Regions from separate parts of the Sus scrofa genome. Here all the other regions are linked to region 2. Evidence: chromatin contacts called from public Hi-C and HiChIP or PLAC-seq data. All regions are on one chromosome and are shown on one strand. The core of a region is the stretch at or near the end of the contact, and the rest is flanking DNA. Distances in the headings are between cores, read along the strand shown.

Region 1 (4,505 bases), core at 41-2,540, 180 kb after region 2:
CTCCAGAGTTGGGGAGAAAGTCGGCACAGCACGCAGGGAAGGTCTCCACATCACCCCTTTCCCTCCTACAAGCTTCCTCGCCCCTCAGACCCAGCGCCCACCTGCAGGTCATATCCTACTCTTGAGGGGAGCCTGCCACTTCCCCAGGCAGAAGGCATCCTGTGAAAGGGGCCCAGCCTCCTCTACCCAGACCCAGCCAATCCTCCTCTGCCAACCCTGGGCTGAGTGGTCCCTCTGTCCCCAGAGCCAAAGGCCTGTCTCTGCAAGCAGGGCAGGGACACCTTGCCCCATCCCCCGCAGAGAGGAGCAGGGCTAGAAGAGCCAGCCCTGGAAGCACGCATGTCAACTGCCCAGGAGCCAGAGGAGGGAGGGCCTCCTTGCCCAGCCAGGCTGGCTTGGCGGCTGGGTGGGAGCTGTCGGGGCACGTCACACTCAGGGTGGCAGGGGCACGTCACACTCAGGGTGGCAGGCCCGGCCCGGCTCTCTGAGAGTCTGAGCTGGGCAGCGCCAGCACTCGGCAGCGTGCACTCAGGGGAGAAGAGCCAGCACCAGACCCCGGGAGCCAGTGGCCCAGGGCCTGGACACGCTATTGTCCCTTGCACCTGCTCAGGGCTGGCTGGCCTCAAGCCCCAGTCCCTGCACCTGCCCTTCCCCGGCTGGATCCCAACCCACATGAAGAAGCCCAGGGAGCAGTTCTTTCCGCCATCGTGGGGAAGCGGCAGCAGCCACTCGACGGCCCCCCAGAACCCCGGAGGAACCGGTCCTCATCACCTCCACGGGGAGGTCTGGGCCTGGCACACACCTGCCCGGGGGGCAAGGGGCCCTGTCCTGGGGAGGCCATTGCTGGAAGTCCAGAGGTCAGAGGTCAGCGGTGGGGTCGCGGGCGCTCACCGTCACACAGGATGCCGGCCAGCCCCCAGATGAAATCGGAGCAGAGGTGGCAGAAGGTGGGCTTGGTGAGCGTCACCTTCCTGAAGATGTGACCCAGCGCGGCGGGGCCTGGGGGCCTGGCGCCCGCCCGCTCCGGCCCCGACCCTGGCCCGGACCCCGGCCCCGATCGCGAGCGGCTTCCGGCGCCCAGCTCCGGACTGGAGGTCGGACTGCCCAGGAGAGGGGAGCCGCCGCCAAGCCAGGCGCGGGCTCCGGGCTCGGCCGCCGCCGCCATTCCCGGCCAGGGCGGCCCGAGCCCCGGCGGGGGACGAGTGCGGGGGTCGCGCTGCGTGCAAAACGGGCCAGCGTCCCCAGTGGTCCCCGGCCGTCCGCGCCGGGCTTCCGACTGCGCCCGCCGCCACTGCGCAGGCGCGCGGTCTGGGGGCGGGGCCAGGGGCGGGGCCGGCCAGGGGTGGGGCCGCGGGCGGGGTTAGGGCCTGCAGGCCGGGGCGAGGCCAAGGGGGTGGGACCTGCGGAGTGGGGCGGGGGGTGGGCGGGGCCAGCCTGCGGAGCCGGGACCCAGCGGAGATCCGAGCCCGGTGGCCAGAAGAGGCGGGCCGGTAGCCGGGACCCGGTTCCTGGCACACGGCCTCCAGACAGCGACGCGAGATGTTTGCACCTGCGGTGACCTGGCCCGCGCCTGCGCAGACGGACGCCTCCCACGCGGCACCGGGATCACGCCCTTGGTTCGAGGCTGCGCGGGGCGACCTGGTGAGCGTGCAGCACTGCCCCAGGTCCCCAGAGTGGAGTCTGGAAGACCGGCTCTGCCCTCAGGGGGCCCCGGTCTGGAGTCAGAGGAGCGGGGAAGGGGCTAGGGTCTCAGGGTGGGCGTCCTAGGGTGAGGTCCGGAGAGGAGCCAGCCTGGGCTCCACTCTGGGCGTCCTTGGGCGGAGGCGGGCGACTGAGATAGTTCTGGGGCTGGACGGCCTGGCTCCCCGCGTGCTCCCCCCAGCCGCGTGTAAGCGGCTCCGTCTGCAGAGTCTTTGGACGCTGCCTGGCCGCGAGCACCCTCAGGCGCCAGGTCCCTGTCCTGACGGGGCTCTGGGCCAGCAATGGCCTGGGGCTGCCCGGCTTGTTGGAGGATCGTTCCTTGCAGGAGGAGCCCCCTCCCATCATCTCTTCCTCGGAAGCCGGAAGCCGGAGGGACTGGCATCCTTCCTGGCCGACCTCACGCGACCCTCCCCCAGGCCTCTCCCTCTGTGAAAGATCCGCCCCCACCGCACTCCCAGGGAATCCCAGCCCCTGAACCCCCCCCGCCCCGCGTTGTCTCCCGGGCGTGTCCACGCAGGTCACCCTGCCCCATCGCCTGCCATAGCTCCAGAGCCCCTGCGCCTGCGGGCCTCACGGTGGCTTGTAGTGCGCTGCGTGGCCGGCTTCGTGGTTCGAGGGGCATCCCCAGGCTCTTTGTAGGCTTCCCTGGAGCTCGCATCCACCCTGCGGGGTGAACAGGGGCTGCAGGGCCTGGAAGAGGAGAAAACCGGGGGAGATTGGTGTGGGGAGGGAGTAGTGAGGAAATGCCTACACGTGTGCTAGGTCTGCTGGGAGGGGCTGCTAGGGACCTGGCTGAAGACAAGAGCAAAGCCTGGAGCAAGGAAGGGGGACACAGAGTCAGCCCCCAATCCTGTTTGAGCACCAGCTATGCACCAGGGGCAGACAAACAGCAACAAGCTGAAAAATAAGCCCAGAAATGCCACTTGGTGCCCAGTGTGGATGGAAGGAGCCAGGACGAGCTGCAGGAGGACAAGCATCCACACGGGGGACGGAGTCCAAAGCCCTGAGGCAGAGTCCTGCGGCGAGGCCAGGCACCCTCCCTGGGGCTTCCAGGATGGTCCTACCTCCTGGGGCCGGAACTCACTGCCAGCCTCCTCTCCCCCCAGCCTGCCTCGTGGCTCCAGGAGAGTCCTGACCCCGAGGTCTCTATTGCAGACCACGCCTCTCCATTCACACTGTAGTAACTGCCTCTAAGGAAACCTCAGGCTTTATCTTTCTCCATTTGCAAGAAAATGGACTGTGGGAAAAACATCTTGGAAAGGAAACTCCACATCTGACCTTTACTGCAGACTTTCACTGTGTTTCGTATTCACTAAAATGGCAAAGATACTTCATCGCACCATCCCATGACCCGTTTTTGTTGTTTTTGTCTGTCATTCATGGCATGTGAAGTTCTCAGGCTTAGGGGCCAAATCGGAGTCACAGCAATGCCAGATCCAAGCTGAGTCTTCGACCTACAACCTAGCTCACAGCAACGCCCCATCCTTAAGCCACTGAGTGAGGCTAGAGATCGAACCTCAGTCCTCATAGATACTAGTTGGGTTCATAACCTGCTGAGCCACAATGGGAACTCCCTGAACTTCTTAGAATACCTTCCAAAATAACTAGCAGCTTCTAGAAGACACTTAACACTAAACCTCTGCTTGGGATGCACATCGAAATTCTGGACAGGCCCAGCAGATGCTCGTTTCTGTTGGTTCTAGATGCTGCAGTCTGAGTTCAGGGTGCCAGCATGTGGGTTCTCCTGAGGACACAGCCCTGTCCTGCAGATGCCACCTTCTGGCCCATGGTGGTTGTGGGAGTCCCAACCCCATGACCTCGTCCAACCCTAATTGCCCCCAAAGGCCCGCTTCCAAAGACCATCACAAGGGGGTAGAGTTTTGGCATATTCATCAGTGGGAGAGTCAATGCAGTTTAAGCCACCTAGCTGGTGGTGCTTTGTGGCAGGAACCCAGGCAAAGTGAGGTGCCCACAGATGCTTCGGGGCTGCCTGGAAGGCCGGGAAATGGCTGCTTCTGCCTTAATTGGGACTGGCTTCTTTCACCCAAGGTTTTGTCTTGAATTCCGCTGAGGGGGCATGTGAGTATCTGGCCCCCTGTGTGCTGCCGAGTGTCCCTTCTAGGGCAGTGGGCTTGGGTGCTGGTACCAGACTCGGGCTGTTCTGAAAAATGCTTGGGAATATTCCTGTCCAGGTGTTTGGACACCACGTGTGCCCAGGTCCACATGTCTGCTTAGCATTTGCTTCATTTGCTCCTGGCTCAAACAGCCTTCCAAAAGTGCGCAGAGAAATAAAAGTTGGCACTTCCACGGGCAACGCGGGAGACTTTCAGTTTCACAAGCTCAGCCTTTCCGGTGGGGCGCAGAGGTATTTGGGTGGCTTCGGCTTTTGCTGCGGCGGCAGCCCAGGAGGGAGCCCAGCATCCCGGGTCCTTCTGCCGTCTGCAGCTCTTCAAGTGAGGCTACGTCTGGTCCCTTTTCTATTGACTGTCTCTGTCTTGTTGATTTGAAACTGTTCTCTATATATTCTGGGGGTGGTTTTTTGTCGGGTACAGGCACTTATCAGTATTCTTTGTCACACTCTGTAAAGTCCCCTCGGCCTTGGACTCCCTGACCAGCCAGCCTGAAACTCAGGGCTGCTCCCCGCCAGCCCGGGTCACCCCACTTCACCAGCGGTCAGCCTGGTTCCCTGTGCGCTTCCGTTTGAAGGGGGCTTATTGAACAGACGTGGCTGACTCAGGAGCCCAGGCCCAGGCAGCAGCACCATCACTCGGCCTGGACAAAGCTCGCCCAGCACCCAGTCGGCT
Region 2 (4,503 bases), core at 1,517-4,016:
GGGGCAGCCTGGAATGGCCCACCAGAGAGGATGGCCCTGGGGGAGGCAGAGAAGACGGGCACTCTGGGGGGGTGCTTGAGTGGCAGAGAAGGGAGGACAACGCCTCTGGGGAAGGAGGGGGTGTGGGCAGGTGGGTGGGGGGTCTCCTCTCACTGCTTATATCTGGTTTTTGGTTCCCTCTTTCTGTTCTGCCCTATTGAGGTGTAATCACACAATGTAACCTGTATGCTTCAGTGAGTTCTGACCCAGATGTACACCCAGGAGCTTATCACCACCATCCACCCAACACGCATTTCCATCATCGCAGGTGTCCCTGGGCCCCCTGTGACCCCCGACTCTTGTGCTTTTGCTCTGAGTGAAGCCCTGGAGGGTTCTGGGCAGAGCAGGGACATTCCTCCGCTAACGTGTTGTGAGACTTACTATTTCATGGTGAGGATAGATTTGGGGCCCGAGGAAGGAAGCAGGAGGCCAGCCTGGAGGTGATGCACCAACTGGGGGAATCCAGGGCCTTGGACCAGTTTGGGAGTGGGGTGGAGGAGCCGTGGTGGATTCTGAGGAGTCTACTGACAGCAAGTGTGGGCGTGGGAGGGAGGATTGCCGCTCAGCAGGTGGGAAGGAGTCCACTTTCTCTGCAGCGAGGGCCATGGGAAGGTCAGGAGTTGACATTCTGACATTAGAGATGTGGCCACACAGCTGGACACAGGAGCCAGAGAATCAGGGTCAAGGTCCGGGATGCAGTAATCGATGAGGTCCCCCAGGGAGAATGGGTGGGTAGCCCAGATGTCTGGTCTGCACCCTCAGCAAGAGACCCTGGGCCTGGGACGAATTTGGAACTGTTGCCATGCCTCATCTACTTGCTCCTGGCTCTCCCCCATTTGCAGACAGGTGGCCACAGTGTCAGACAGCTGTCAGGTGACTGCCTGGTGTTACCTTACCCTCAGCCCAGGGCTGCTCCTGGTCTGCTGTCCCCTGGGCATCCACTTCCAATCCGGGTCATCTGAATGCCCAGGAAACAGAAGCAGCTAGAAGAGACCATGCATCAGGGTCTGCCCCCCTCCCCCCCCAGTGTGAAGTCCTGCCAGCTGCCCCCCTGGATCTGGGAGCCTGGGCTCACACGGCATGGTCATTGTCCCAGTGTACCCAGTCAAAGCCACTGACGTTGCCAGGGCTCCAGCCCAGATAGAAAACAGCCTTCTTCTCTGGCATGCCTCGTTCCCTTTGTGGCTTCCATCTACTGCCTTGAAAAGTTGTCTGTATTTCTCCTCCTCCTTTGAACAATCTGTTTTCACTCCAACGATGCATCCACACTCCACTGGCCATGGCCCCAGAGGGGCCTCACTGCCCTCATCCTTCCTGCAGCCGAAAGGACATCACTCACCCCTGGGAGGAGGCTCCTCCTCCCCAGGCTGTTTTATCTGGGTCTTTCTCCCCTGCGCCTCCTGAACTCCTGCATTTCTCCACTAGGAGGATCAACTGGGGTGGCCCCCCATCCCTCACTCCCTCCCTTGACCGTCCCATCATCTGTAGACACTGCAAGCTCACGCTGCACACCTACAGCCCCCAGCCTCCCGATGGCCCCAGCTTGGGGCCTAGCAACATCACCCTCCTCAGATGGTCAGCAGCTGCCCATTCCTCCACCTTGCCTGCCCTCCACGGCACCACGTGGTGCAGGCCCCTGGCTCTCCCCAGCACTGCCTTCTGATGCAGCCCTGCCCCCACTGACACAGTTCAGCCTTCCACGGAGACCCTGCCATCTGACTTCATCTCCAGCCTCCCTGTGCCCTCTGGTTTTCAGGCTGGTCTCTGGAAAGTACCCTTCACACACACACCCACCTCAGGGCCTGAGGCTGTCTGGACCCGCTGTGAACCTCTGCCAACTCCTATACTTGCAGGGCTTGCTCCCTGCATCCCTTCCGTGCCCGCTCATTCTACTGTAACCAACTCTGCAGTCAAATGCCCTACCACTGAGCTATACCCTCTATCGTAACCAACTCTGGACACCCACAGCCTCCCCCACCTGGCTTGTTTCCCACAGGACACCTCATTTACTTTCCTCTGTTATTCCCGCGCTGCGCCCCCTACGCAGTGTGGACCCCAGCGGGGCGGGACCGTCACCTTCACTGCTTACAGCTCCAGGGCGGGGCCTGCAGAAAGGTGGACTAGGGATGGGTTGTGGAGTCGGCCATGCTGCTGGCTGACCGGGAGTCCAGGAGGGAGGACGATCTCTGTCCGCGGCGACCCTACTCCTTCCAGGAGCTAGTTCCCAGGAAGAATAGGAATGCAAGAACGAGACCGCCTCCCTCGGAGGAAAGTCCTGGTCCTAGAGCCCTGCTCGAGCCCAGCTGACTGCAGGGTTCTGCGTTCCGTCAGCCCCGCCCCCGCCTAGCGCCGCGGCCACCGACCCCGCCCTCCGACCACGCCCCTCCCCGCCCCCGGACCGGGGATCGCGCCACGCCTCCGCCAGGCCCGGCACAATCTCCGGCCCCGCCTTCCCGACCCCTCACAAGTCTCTAGCGCCCTGCCCCCTGCAGGGTCTCTGAGCAGTGCCCGTCCTCCAATCTCTCTCTGACCACGCCCCCCGCCTGCACCCACATTCTCTGCCACGCCCCAGCCCTAGATCCCGCCCCCGCGCCCTTGCCTCCCCCAAGTCCCTGGGCGGAGCCCAGCCCGGACGCGCCCGCGCCCTTGGACCACGCCCTTTCCCCCGCCTCTGGCCCCGCCCCTCCAGGCCCCGCCCCGGTCCTGGTTGCCGGGTGGGAGCCGGGATGGGCACTGCGCATGCTCCAAGCACGGCGCCCCCGACTCTGCGTTCGGCTCCACTCGGGCATTTCCGCCTCTTTGTTTTAAACTCCGGACGGGTTTTTTTCTCCTGCTCTTGGGGGGGACCCAGAGGGAGCGGCGCCCCCTCCCCCTCCCGGCGCGGCCCCCGCGTGCGCCCCGCTCGCCCGCAGCCGAGACGGCAGGTCAGTGAGTCCGCGCCCCGCCCGGCCTGGTCCGCGGCGCCCGCTCCACAGGCCGCGGCCTCTGCCTGTGTCCGGGCCCGGAAGGCTCCGAACCCCTGCCCGCGCCCCTGTGCCCTCGTCGGCCCGGTCTGCGGAGCCCCGACTCGGCTTGGCAGGCCCAGGCCCGGGCCGGACCCACCGGGGACTGGGACCCCAGGGAGGGCCCGATCCCGGGACGAGTCTTCGGGGAGGGACCAGGGAGGACCGGACCCCAGAACGGGTACCGAGAAGGTCTGGACTTCGGGATCCCCCAGAAAAGGACTAGGAATCTCTGGACCCTGAGACAGATCACCTAGGAGATCCCAACCGTGCTATGGGTCATGGAGTTGGGTCCAACCCCACTCTAGGTCACGGTGGTGGGTTGGAACCCTAGGACCCAGCAGGAATTGGAGAGAGCTGGACCCTGAGGAAGGTCACCGAGCAGGGCCAGACCTCAGGACCCGGCAGGACCCAGGAACTGCTGGGACACTGAAACAAGTCACTGAGGAGGGCCTGGACCTTAGGATGGGTCACTGGGGCAGTCTGGACCCCAGGACGGGTTCGTGGAAAGATCAGGACTTGAGGCTAAACCCACTAGGGAGGACTGGGACACCAACATTGGCCTTGGTACGGCCAGGATTCTGGAAGCACCGCGAGCACCTCTGGGACCCTGGGACAGCCCTCCCTTCCCAGGAGGCCGGGACCCTGGGACCGTGCCATGTGGCGGGCTCCAAGGGTGACCCAGGTAGGTCACGTAGGAAGCTGGATGCTGGGGCAGGACTGAAGAAGGCCGGCTCTGAGGGAGGGCTAGGACCGTGATAAGAGCCAGAACTTGGACAGGTCCCTAGGGAGGTCACGACTCTTGAATGAGTCCCTGAGAGGTACCCAGACCTCAAAGGTGGTCTGTGAGGAGTGAAGGGCCCCCAGGCTGGGTCCCCAGGGGGGTTGGGTCCAGAAGCGGGATCCAGAGGTGCCCTGAAACTGCCCGGCCCCCTCAGCTGGACCTGCCTGCTCCAAAGGCTCTGGAGCATCAGGGTCCTGGTCGCCTGAGCCCCACAGGTGCAGACCAGTCTCCTCCTGAGGCCCCTGAGCACCTGGGCCCCACAGACCTGACCTTTAGCACATGCTGCCTGGGCAGGGCCCCGGGGCTGGTCATGGAGCACGTTGGGGCCCATCCTCCAGTGCCTGGTCCACACTGGCTTTGTGTCTCTGAAACCTTGGAATCAGACTTTCATCAGGATCTTGCCCACATTGTCCTTTAATTTGGAAGTGGGGATGCGACAGTGCTGCTCTTTGACTGGGGAAGGGCTCCAGAGGGTGTTGTGTAGAATAGTGTTGGAGGAGTTTGAGAGGACAGAAGGCCCAGGCGGGCACTGGCTGCCTGGCACGGGGTCGGCATGCGGCACACAGTCACCGAATGAATGAGGGAGTGTGTGAACGAACGCATGAAAAGCAGGAATGCTTTCAGAAAGATGTGCGTGCGACAGGCTTGCGACTCATCCAGAGATTGGACAGTAGAATG
Region 3 (4,333 bases), core at 1,547-4,046, 160 kb after region 2:
TTAACAAACCCAACTATGATCCATGAGGATGCAGGTTCGATCCCTGGCTTTGCTCAGTGGGTTAAGGATCCGGCGTTGCTGTGAGCTGTGGTGTAGGTGGCAGACACAGCCCGGATCTGGCATTGCTGAGGCCGTAGCTGTGGTGCAGGCCGGCAGCTACAGTTCTGATTGGACCCCTAGCCTGGGAACTTCCATATGCCATGGGTGCAGCCCTGAAAAAACAAAACAAAATTAAATTAAAGTGAAAATTAACAGTACATTTTGCAAAGATCACCTGGCTCCACAGTTCTGCCCAACAACCCATTTCAGGCTACAAGTGCACATGTCAAAGCTATGAAAACCAATGTTTTTTCCCTAAATCTTTTCTTAATTTTTTTTTTGTTTTTTTGGGGGCTGCACCTGCAGCATATGGAGGTTCCCAGCTAGAGGTTGAATAGGAGCTGCAGCTGCCGACCTACCACAGCCACAGCAAGGCCAGATCCAAGCCGCAGCTGCGAAGGACACCACAGCTCACAGCAACACCGGATCCTTAACCCACTGAGTGAGGCCAGGGATTGAACCTGTGTCCTTATGGATGCTAGTCAGATTCATTTCCGCTGAACAACAATGGGCACTCCCTCCCCTAAATCATTTGAGAGCAAAACTTGATCTATTATAAAGTCATTTTGGGCAACACCTAACACGAACTGATGTGAGGCTAGCTGAAGACTTAATTATCCCACCGTGAGGACTCACTCCCTTAACTCCAGATACACGAATGCACTTGGTTATGCAACACTTTCCCAACTGCCCTGGCGGCGTGCCAGCTCAGAGAGAATACACAGGCTCTTCCTAGAACCTGAAGAATTCTGAAATTGTCAATACAGGTACCCAAGGGTTTTGGGTTTGGGATTTTCCACATATTTATACAAGACAGCCTGAATTCCCCCAGTCTAGGTTCTACGGTTGCTACTTGATGGGAACAACAGGTTTCTTAGCATTCCAGCTCAGAAAGGAGCTTCGCGAGCTTTAGAAACTGAAGCCAAGCCGCCGGTTCAGTTCAAGGGGAGGAAATCTACAGCTCCTAATCTCACTGGCACCTTGCACCTCCTGGTGTGTCTAGACAACAAGGGGAGCAGGTGCTTTGCACAACCACAGTGGCTGCTTCCATTTCCTTGTTCTTCATCCTGGGTGTTATGCCACAGGCACGAGCTTCCTTCTCTGTGTGACCCACTTCCCATCCCTCCCCTTCTGCACTGGCCCTGCCCCTGGCAGGAGGTGCATTCTCACCCCTCCCATCTCAGCTGGGCCCACCGTCTATCCCACCAGAGGAATCCCCTGCATTGCACTGTCCTTTGTTCATCAGAAAATGTGTCTTATTTAAAGTTCCACAAGGCAGAAATCACGTACTCTCCACTCTGAATTTCTTAAAGAATCAAAATACTTCCCTGGCATTTTCAGAATAAATGATTTGATCTGGGGGCAACTCTCGTTCTACCCCAGATATGAAAGAATACCACACTTCAGAACGTCACTAGCTCTGAAGAAGAGCCTGAGATCTTCTCACCAAATCACCCTCCAAATTCCTCTCTTCCTGACAGTGGAGCCAATGTGTGTGAGGATGCTAAGGGCAGAACACGCCTCAGGCCTTTGGAAACAGCCAGCCATTGTTCCACCTGAAATTGAGCACAAATGGCAGCAGGAATGTCCGCAGTGACTGGCTGAAGCTACAGCTCCGAGGGAAACCACAGCCATGTGCAGCTGTCCATGCAGCCACTCCCTCACGCAGGCTAAAGCAAGGAACACAGCCCCAAAGCCAACCGTGCCACGGCTAGGGGAAGCTCACACGCCCGCGTGATCCCCACTGGACAAAACAGAAAAACGCAGACAAGGAAACAGGACCGCGCCAACACTGGTGGGAAATTCTGTGTGAGGAAGGGAGGCGGGGTGCAGGAAGCAAGAAACAGCGTGCAGCAACACAGCCGACCACAGACTGACCAGCCCCGCGGCGAGGTTCTGTACGGATCCCAACTGCCGGGTCAGCTCGGGCCCAGAGAGGACCGGGGCAGAAGACGCTCCTATGGTAAGAGGGGGAACCCCGGCTACAGGACGCGGCGCTGTCTGTCCCAACACCCTCGCCTAAGGTCCCGAAACCTGAGAGGACCAGCCCCACGTCCACTGTCCCACCGCGGCCCTCGACGACTTATAACCCACCCCCCGGCCCCAGCGCGTGCCTCGGGACTCCAGCCTTTAGTCTTGCGGGTCCCCCTGCCTCCTTTCCGCTAAGGCCCCGCGCGCCAACCCCCGCCGGCCCACCACTCCTTCCCAGCGACACAGCCTCTCCTCCAGCCTCAGGTGAGCCTACACCTGCCGCCACGACCACCTTGCCCCAGCCTGACCCCAGCCTCCGACACGGAAGTGCCCGACCCCACACGGGCCTCCCCCTCGGCAGTCGCCTTCCGGCCAGCCGTGACCCTCCCCCTGCCCGCCTGGTCCTGCCCCGCGCCCCGGGCCGCGCGCCCCCGGCCCCCGCCTCACCCTCCGCCAGGACCCGCCGCACTCGCAGCCGCAGCTCGCCCATTTCCACCGTCTGCCCCACGAAGTCAGTCTGGTCGCGGCCGGCAGCACCCCCCAGGGAGCCCGGGCCCGCCAGGAAGTCGAGCGCAGACTGCAGCAGCGACATGGCTGCGGCCCGCGGCGGGCGCCGGACCGAGGGCTCAGCGTACAGCCGCGTCCGGGTCCACTCGGCAACCGCCGGCCGCGACCGCACCGCTTCCGCCCGACGCCTCCACGCAGGCGCGGGGGCGCGTCGCTGGCCGGAAGAGCGCCGGGCGTCACTTCCGCCGCGCCGGGCGGCTGCGAGTGCGCGGAGCTGGGCGTGGACGCGAGGGTGGGCCGGGTAACGGGCTTCTGGCGCCGAGCTCGAGGAGGGAGCCCGGCGCCCAACCGTTTGCACGCGGCGGTTTCCGCGGAGGCTGGTGTCCAGGGGCTCCCGGTGCCCGGCCGCGCAGAGCCGGTCTGTGTAAGCCGAGCGCCGGGGGGCCCGCGGCGTCCGTCTATTTATTGAGTTGGTTGCCTATAAAAGACCGAAAAGCATCATTTTAAAAGCTCAGTTTTGACGCTTCTGTGGAAAAATCATTTCTGGCAGCACTGGATCCAGAATCCCGTGTGTGACCCATCACCTAGAGCTTCCCCCCCCCCCAGGTAAGACGCTGCCACTTGCCTGACCCCCTTGGCGCGTTTGGCAGCCGGCCGCTTTCGGTAGGTTCTTGTCTGGCGTGTTCACCTCCAAACGGAGAAATGGAGCCACCGCCCCCGGTAGCATCTTAACCCTCCTAGAATTTCAAGCTATTAAAAGTCTCTTTCCGGGAGTTCCCGTCGTGGCGCAGTGGTTAACGAATCCGACTAGGAACCATAAGGTTGCGGGTTCGGTCCCTGCCCTTGCTCAGTGGGTTAAGGATCCGGCATTGCCCTGAGCTGTGGTGTGGGTTGCAGACGCGGCTCGGATCCCGTGTTGCTGTGGCTCTGGCGTAGGCCGGTGGCTACAGCTCCGATTGGACCCCTAGCCTGGGAACCTCCATATGCCGTGGGAGCGGCCCAAGAAATGGCAAAAAGACAAAAAAAAAAAAAAGTCTCTTTCTGGACAGGCTAGCACGTGTTATCACTATAGTAAAGAAGCTCAGTTCATACAATGCTTTACTGCTTACAACATCCTTTTAGAAGCGTTCCTATTAATTATCCCTTTGGGGTGAGAAAACATGCCCAGCAGTGCCATTACTTAGCCAGGGGGCCAGGGTCAACAAGTGATACCGAGTCACATGGCTCTTCCAGCCGCTGCGTTTGTCTGGTAAATGGAACACATCGGAGGCTTGGGAAAAAGTCCGGGCTGTTTTTGGGTGTCTCCTAGCATAGAGGTGGCAGTTGTCTGGAGGAGAGCACCAATGGGACAATGTCGCTTTTAGACTGAAAGTACACTCTTTAGAGAGGAGCAGCAACTAGGGAAGCAAGAAGGAAACTAAAAGCATTATGTCAAATGACTTTGCCATTTAAAAGGAAGGAGACAAAAGAAAAAGAGGAACCTCCACTTACAGCTTCCAGGAGTAAATGATGTACCTGGGATTTAGCAGCAGTGATATCAGCATCTTGCCCAGAACAATATTGTTTCCGTGGAGCAGTGGGTGGAAACTAGGTACCCAAAGAGAAGGAAAAAAAAATGAAGAGGGAGAGACAGTAAGGGGAGGTAACTCAGGAAGTTTGGTTGCGGAGACTACGGTACCGAGGGGGTGCTGAGATGTTTAAGATGGGAGATTCCTGAGCATCCTACAGCTGATGGAAGGAAACCAGGATGTGTTTG

Evidence for each region. A called contact is a pair of places that touch in the nucleus more often than the background predicts. HiChIP or PLAC-seq counts read pairs in DNA pulled down with a chosen protein or histone mark.
Region 1: a contact with region 2 is called in a Hi-C map of liver, with 12 times the contacts expected there. The contact joins the promoter of DGKQ here to the promoter of PCGF3 in region 2. A contact is called at or near these places in 1 of 5 promoter capture datasets (liver) and 1 of 47 Hi-C or Micro-C datasets (liver).
Region 3: a contact with region 2 is called in an H3K27ac HiChIP or PLAC-seq map of alveolar macrophages. The contact joins the promoter of GAK here to the promoter of PCGF3 in region 2. A contact is called at or near these places in 1 of 5 promoter capture datasets (fetal skeletal muscle), 1 of 47 Hi-C or Micro-C datasets (liver) and 1 of 2 datasets of contacts at active chromatin or transcription factors (alveolar macrophages).

The regions. Positions count from the first base shown.
Region 1 is chr8:323,799-328,303 of Sscrofa11.1, forward strand. It overlaps DGKQ (diacylglycerol kinase theta), which reads right to left and starts at 1,291. Exons shown (of 23, transcript XM_021100838.1): 1 at 892-1,291. The coding sequence starts at 1,165. LOC110262028 (a long non-coding RNA gene) reads left to right here and starts at 1,428. Exons shown (of 2, transcript XR_002346508.1): 1 at 1,428-1,641; 2 at 2,808-3,035.
Region 2 is chr8:137,670-142,172 of Sscrofa11.1, forward strand. It overlaps PCGF3 (polycomb group RING finger protein 3), which reads left to right and starts at 2,767. Exons shown (of 10, transcript XM_021100828.1): 1 at 2,767-2,963.
Region 3 is chr8:294,193-298,525 of Sscrofa11.1, forward strand. It overlaps GAK (cyclin-G-associated kinase), which reads right to left and starts at 2,797. Exons shown (of 28, transcript XM_021100831.1): 1 at 2,518-2,797. The coding sequence starts at 2,662. TMEM175 (endosomal/lysomomal potassium channel TMEM175) reads left to right here and starts at 1,501. Exons shown (of 11, transcript XM_021100844.1): 1 at 1,501-2,062.